Regions from separate parts of the Hordeum vulgare genome. Here region 2 is linked to region 1. The links are chromatin contacts, called in public Hi-C maps. All regions are on one chromosome and are shown on one strand. The core of a region is the stretch at or near the end of the contact, and the rest is flanking DNA. Distances in the headings are between cores, read along the strand shown.

Region 1 (3,699 bases), core at 720-3,219:
TCTTCTTGTTTAGAATTTCAGATGTATCACGGGTCTTCCATTTCTCACCATGTTCAAGCTCGACCCAACAATGATGCAAAGTAAATGACCTTCCTTTTTTCTTGTATCCTTTCTTCCATCTACTCTGGAACATCCCTTGAGTGAGGTTCATCTACAAATAATCAAGAAAAATATAGTCAAACAAGAGAGCAGACAATCTATACTACAATGGAGAGCAAACAATCCAAGAGAGCAATTATTTTGAAGAAGAGAAAGACAGTCACCTTATCATCATCATTGCAACCACTTGGGTTTATGCGATCAACATTCTTCAAGCAACATGACCACTTGAAACAATCCTTGGACATGGTGGACCATCAATGATGAAGTGACCCAAACATTTGTACATATCCACGTGTGTTTTTCTCATTGAAATACTCCTTGATCCTCTTCCAATAGGTGATGTTGGGTTAACAGGTGCCGATGGACTCACGAAGTGAAAATTTCTTCCATGTCGTACATATCAACACATCTTCACTTGTTGTGTAGTTTGCGGTTCTCCCCATTGGTCCATCGAGAAAGCCCTCTTCCTCTTCATCACCCAACTCAAGATCCTCACCTTCATATTGGGTTAGTTCATAATCTTGAGAAGCAAATTCTTAACTTGCTACATTTTTATCAAAGCTACATCATTGACACTACATTAAAGTGATGGAACATAGAACACATCAACGCATGTTTGAATCATTTCATACATCAACAACAAGAAAAAACAATTTTGTACCTTTGGGACATAGTATCAAGCACGTTGTGTGCGATGGCCATGGGCATCAACGACTCTTCAACATCGGCTGACGTCGGCGACGGAGCCCCAGCCGTGACCTTTGACTTCTTTGTTGCGGCCGAAGCTACCTCGTAGGGCGGAGACCTCTTTGCTCCTCCTCCTTGAGACTTGGCGGCGACGGGGGTCTTCTTCGACATGCAACCATTTTTTTCAACGGCTTTCGCCAGTCCGAGGGCAATGAATCCACCACGACGACCGTCGGACGCACACGACATAGCATTGACGCTGACGGGACTGCCTTTGTCGACTATTGAGGGGAGCACGGGAGCGGCAACGAGTGTTTTGGATTGGCAGTGGGGTGAGAGGTGCCGACCATAGCACGTCGCGGCCGACGGACATGCAATTCCCGCAATTTTTTTGCCTTTTGCCTTTTGCTTCCTTTCTATTTTTGTTTTTATTCTTTAAAATATTTCAGAATTTACATTAATTTCAAATTTTGAAATAAATTATAAACTTTGAAAACATTTTTAACAAATCATAAAATGTTCCCGAATTCACAAAATTCCATGATTTTAAAATTTTATCGAGAAATCATAAAACTTTCATATATTCAAAATATTCATGAATTTCCAAAACTCATATTTTTTAAAAATATTCAGGAATTTCAAAAAAATTCTAGAGTTCAAAAAAGTTCATTGATTCAAAAATTTCTTTCATTTCAATCATTGTTTTTTCAAAATATTTTGTTTTGAATTTCAATAATTTGAATCATGTGTACACATTTTTTATAAATTTATATTTTGTTTTGTAATTTTCTTTTCAAAAATTGAAATATGTTCCTGATTTCAAAAAATGTTCACGAGTTTCCAAAAAGTGAATTTCTTTGTAAATGTTTCATGCATTTGATAAATATTTATGATATAATAAAGTCGCAAATTTGTAGAAGATGCTCATGATTTGAAAAATAAACATAGGTGAATTCTAAAAATCTTCTAGATTTCCTAAAATGTTCAGTGTTTCAAAAAGATCAAGATTTAAAACAATTTTAAAACATAAAAAAGTAAAAGAAAAAGGAAATGGTGAGAATACAAGCACGGCTAGCGCTCATGCGCCTGCTAAGGGGCCATGGACCGTTAAGTGATCTGTTGCTCGCTCGCTAGATAAGGAGTGCGGAGCTCCTACATGTCGTTCTCGACGGGACCTCCTATGCGCCGCTCGTTGCGGCAACTGCCGAGCGGACGCACAAGGGGTCGCCCCAACTGGGCGGGCCCAAGCGACCAGCACTTGAAAATTCCAAAAACATTTCAGTAAAAATATCAGAACATTCCTTTAAATTCCGGAATATTTTTTAAAATTCCGGAACATTATTTAGTAACCGGATTTTTTTTCTAATTTTGAAACATTTTTTTAAATTCCTGAACATTTTTTAAATTCTGGAACATTTTTTCAAACTATGGAACATTTTCAAATTTCGGATTTTTTTTCAAAATCCGGAACATTTTTCAACTTTTGGAACTTTCCCCAAATTTCGGAACATTTTGTTTTAAAAAATTCGAAACATTTATTTAAAAATATCATAATTTTCTAAAATTCACGAACATGTTTTCAAATTTCGGGAAATTTCTTAAATTCCGGAACATTCTTTCAAATCTGAAAAATGTTTTCAAATTCTGGAACATTTTTAAAATTCCTGTATATTTTTTGAAATTCTCTGAAACATTTTTCAAATTCCGAAACATTTTTTCAAATTTTGAGACATTTTATAAAATTTCGTAACATTTTTTGTAAATCCAGAACATTTTTAAAACAGAAATAGAAAGGAAAAATAAACAAGAAAGAATAAAAAAAAGAAACAAAAAACGAGCAGGAAACGTCTAGAAGGTTACCAAAACCAGAGGTGTTGGCATGTAAATGAGTGGGCCCATTCAGAAACGATAGCTGAGTGTCCCTGTGCGAAGCCTCGACACGGGACGCAGAGACCGTCAAATAGGAAATTCCGTACTCGGGCGCAGGAAGTCGTGGGCACGAACAGGGGGTTCGCCCCGACTGGGCCGACCTAGCTTTTATTTTTGTCTAAAATACAGATAATTTCCTTTTTTCTTTTTATTTCTTTTCTTTTTTTCCTTTTCTTCTTACTTTCTTATTATCTTTTTTGAAAATCAAAACGAACAAACATTGATTTTCTCAACCTTTTTTTGAAAACATAAACGTTTTCTCAAAACAAATTTGAAAACACGAACAATTTTCTTTAAAAAAAATGAATCTTAGGAACAAATTTTAAAACAAAGAATAATTTAAAAAAACCGTGAACAAGTTTTGGACCGGAAACAAAAATTTCAAACATGAATATTTTTTAAATCTTAGGAACAACATTTTGAAACACGGAACAATCTTGAAGACTGTAAAAATTTGGAAGCGTGAACAATTTATTTAAAGCACGAACATTTTTGAAATAATGAGAAAAAAAATTTAAACAAAGAAAAATTTAAAAATGTTGAACAAATTTGTGACCGGGAACAAATTTTTGAAGCATGAATTTTTTTTGAATATTAAGATTATATTTTGAAACAGAGAATACTTTCGAAAACCCAAAATAAATTTGGAAGCATGAATAATTTTCTTAAAGCACGAACATTTTTTGAATCCTCAGAACAAAATTTTAAATTGAGAATAATTTTGAATAAACCTGAATAAATTTATAAACGGTAACTATTTTCGAAAATTCGAACATTTTCTGAATTTTGAGAACAAAATTGGAAAAACAAGAACATTTTTTGAAAAATATTTAGAAAAATCTACACCATTGTTCCAAAATCCATAACATTTTGTTCAAAAGCAAAAGTACAATTTTCTAATTGGAAGAACAATTTTTGAAAATCCTGAACCATTTTTGCAAACCCATAATATTTTACTGGAAAAAGCAAAAACATTTTCCA
Region 2 (3,699 bases), core at 589-3,088, 590 kb after region 1:
TATAGACACTCTCTCGCATCTTTAACTTGTAGTACACAGGGCAGGACGTGCTACTCTTATACTACTACGTAGCTAGGGGCTACCAAGAACGAGTAACTACCTTGGATTGAGTACAGTAATGTTCTCCTAGCAAAGAAAACTCAGGGCATCTACAGCCCGCTCACAAGCGGATCGCATCTTCAGCCCGCGCACAAGCAGATCGTCCGATTAATGATCAGTCATAAAAATCTAACTTAATCGGATTGACCGACACTTCACATATGCAATCTAACATCCCGCTTGAAATGGGTGTATATTTATACATCCGTGTATAATTTACATGTGTAAATTACCGGCTACATACGATTTTCAGTTGCTAGAGAAAACGACGAAGGGAGGTGTGTATATTTTACAGGGGTTTAGCGTTAAGAAACGACAATCCAATCAACGCATAAATCTAAGATAAATATTAAAAGGCACGTATGCGTCTATGGGTCTATCACCTCCGACAAACGTATGAGATCAACACAAATACCCGTTGAAACCCAACGTTCTGGTGAGGATGCCGCTCCGAACCAACAGACTAGCTACAATAGTACCCGTGTCAAATAGTGTGATGGTTGCTACAGTAAACAAGCAGCCGAGCCACCACGCCCCAGGACATGGCCTTGGTAGCCTGGGGCTTGCTATGCCCCTGGAAGAGGCGATGGTGGGCGAGGAAGGTGAGGCGGAGGGGCAGAGGAGATGCTTTTAGTTGCCCAAGCTAGATTTGGCATGGGCGACACAAGCTAAGTATGAAGTCGTCCAAGCAAAGGAGACGACAGAGCACCACGCTACCATGGATTTCATCCATTCGAAGGCGGAGGTGAAGGCAAACCGTTGCTACCTCTGCGAGGCCAATGCATGGATGTACACAATCTTTGCGGGCAATGAAGTTCGACGAGGAGCCGAAGCCGTGTAATGCAGCCATCCGCAAGGTGGTAGATCCGTCTGAAACTGCCGGCACAAAGGTTGTCTACATCTCCGACAATCAATAGAGTAGGCTAGGTTTACCTATGTAGTACTCCCTCCGTCCCAAAAATCTTGTCTTAGATTTGTCTAGGAATGAATGTATCTACATACTAAAATATGACTAGATACATTCATATATAGATAAATTTAAGACAAGAATTTTGGAACGAAGGGGTATATAATATCACATAACTTTTATGTGTTACTCCCTCTATTTTTAAATATAAAAACCTTTTAAAGATTACACTATAGACTACACACAAAATAAAATTGTTGAATCTACATTTTAAAAGATGTCTATATACATCTGTATGTAGTCCATATTATGATTTTTAAAAGGTCTTATATTTAAAACGAAGGGTATACATGGCTTGGTATGAATTTGAGACGAAAGTTTACGGTCATCTTTGTAGACACGTCTGAACGCGTCCGTAGACGCACAAAGAACCGGATTTACTATACGGCAGCTTCCTTGGGTAGTTTCCTTCCTTCCCTCTCCATACCGCGGGCCGCGTGGTATGGGCGTGCCTTTTATTTTGGTGCGTGATTGGTGGTGGACTCGGGTCGGGTAATTGTAATGGGGGTGTGGGCACCGCTGGCTTAGCTTGGACCAGCGGAGACCGGGCAACAGCATGTGCTCATGGCTGGCGCCGCATGCAGCAGGGCTGCACATGCACCCCGGGCGTACCACTCTACTACAGTAGTACCTGACGTACGTTTTTATGTGCGTGCCTTTCTATTTACGGCAGCACCGCTATGACCCAAAAACGTGTGTTCCAGATCTGCCAACCGGGCACCAAGTACTACTGGCCGACGCCGTGCACGCTGCACCACTGTACGTCTCTCCCCTGTAGCCCTGACCTGTACGACTGTGACAGGCCGGGCGGCGCCAGCCATGCATTGCATGCATATCCCTCTACTGTTGCAGCCGGCCGCCATGCTGCATCATGCATCATGGATCTCCTTTAAACTGTGGAGCCACTGCCCATGGCATTGTCTGGTTCCACTCAACCAACCTGGGAGACTAATAATCAGCCAACAAAGCCAGGGGCTACCTCCATCTTGAATCTGTTTCACACAGGACGATGCTGTGCTGATGGGCGCTTCGGAATCTAATTCCCTAACGCCTGTGCAGGAAATTGCCAAGACCGACGATGCGCGCCGGGCTACACCAACTTTGCCCATCAATCCGCCCACTCCACTGCAAATGTAAAGGCCCTCTTTTGGCATCTACGAGCCTGAGATCTTCAACCAAATCCGGCATATATAAAGCCAGATCTTTCCATGGATCACTTTGTGCCAGACCGTCCGCGCATGCAGGCAGCTGCGAAACTTTCAGAAGAAAAAATCGCCATGAAATGATTGATCCCAGCATTGAGACGACCCAAAGCATGGCGTCGGCTCATAGCAAGTCCGCACCCCACATATGGTCATGTCATGTGTGGTGGAGCGTATCCGCTAGTCCAAATCGACCAGCCTCCATGCATGCACACACAAACTTCCTTCCGAATCACGGTCGGGTTATCATTCGTAATCGGAGTAGGGATATGGAGCCTATGGAAAACGTGTGGTGGAGGACTGTTGATCCGACACTTTGAAATCGGTGATCAATAGGACGTGGGATATGGAGCCTATGGAAAACGTACTGCAGTGCTAGGGGTCTACTAGCTAGGGGAGTAGGGGACTGCAGAGATCCAAGCATGCCGACTTGGATCTACTGAATTTTGTCCATGAGCGTCCGGAATCGGAGTTTGTGGACTCATCACTCATGGCTGAAGACGCCACGATCTCCCCATCGAAAGTTTACCGATGATGTAAACCTCAGGCCCGATGAATGAGATACGAGGCATGTGTACGTACCGCCATGGGCATGCCCATTTTACACTTATTTCCTTTGATGTAAGATATTTAGAAAATAAATGCCTGAGGATATTCGAATCCAGTATCTGGGCGCTTAGTACAGGCAATTTCTATTTGATGCTTCAGGCGTCTATTATCTGTATTTTACAAACGGGGAATTTAATCGGCAAAAAACAAGATTGCGCTCGCTGAGAACTGAACCAGCAACCTCTCTCTTGGAAGTTCGATGGTATAAGCACCCCGCCACGGAGCGGGATCTGATAATCTTCTCTTACTCTTTCATCTTTCTTTCTTTTATTTCGTTTTCTCCACTTTTTTTTCCTATCTCTTTTTCTTTTCTTAAATGCGTGGACGTTTTCCAAATCGATGATGTTTTGTTTTTCAAATTTGATGAACTGCTTTTCAAATCAGTGAACTTTTTCCTATTTTAGAGAGAAAAAAATCGATGAACTTTTTCCCAATTTGACAAACCTTTTTTCAAATCCGTTAAACTTTCTTCAATTTCGATTAGTTTTTGTCAAAATCAATGAACTTTTTTTAAATCCCATTAATCTTTTTTCAAATTCGATGAACATTTTTTTAGAATTGATGAACTTTTCCAGTTTTGTGAACTTCTTTCAAGATTTTGATGAATAATTCTTTTTTTTCATGAACTATTTTTAAAATGATGAACTTTTACAAAATCATTGAACTTTTGTTGAATATGGCAACGTTCTTTTTGCATGTTCATGAACGTTTTCCGAAATCTGTGAAGTTTCAACTATTTTTAAAGAAAATCATGTATGGGCGGCTATAACAGTTTTTAGAGTTTTAGCGCTGCATTCAATCACTTGCAATGACATGCCGTAG

What was found. A called contact is a pair of places that touch in the nucleus more often than the background predicts.
Region 2: a contact with region 1 is called in a Hi-C map of seedling, with 2.9 times the contacts expected there. The contact joins two enhancer-like sites. A contact is called at or near these places in 2 of 6 Hi-C or Micro-C datasets (leaf and seedling).

What each region holds. Positions count from the first base shown.
Region 1 is chr2H:547,045,037-547,048,735 of MorexV3_pseudomolecules_assembly, forward strand. No RefSeq gene overlaps it. Among protein-coding and RNA genes, the nearest start is that of LOC123427151, 56 kb to the right of the region's middle. Within about 2 kb of position 1,970, at least 2 of the 3 cell types and tissues checked have open chromatin away from gene starts, as enhancers often do. A contact at or near this core is called in leaf and seedling, where this site is marked.
Region 2 is chr2H:547,631,798-547,635,496 of MorexV3_pseudomolecules_assembly, forward strand. It overlaps the pseudogene LOC123428618. Among protein-coding and RNA genes, the nearest start is that of LOC123427161, 100 kb to the left of the region's middle. Within about 2 kb of position 1,839, at least 3 of the 3 cell types and tissues checked have open chromatin away from gene starts, as enhancers often do. A contact at or near this core is called in leaf and seedling, where this site is marked.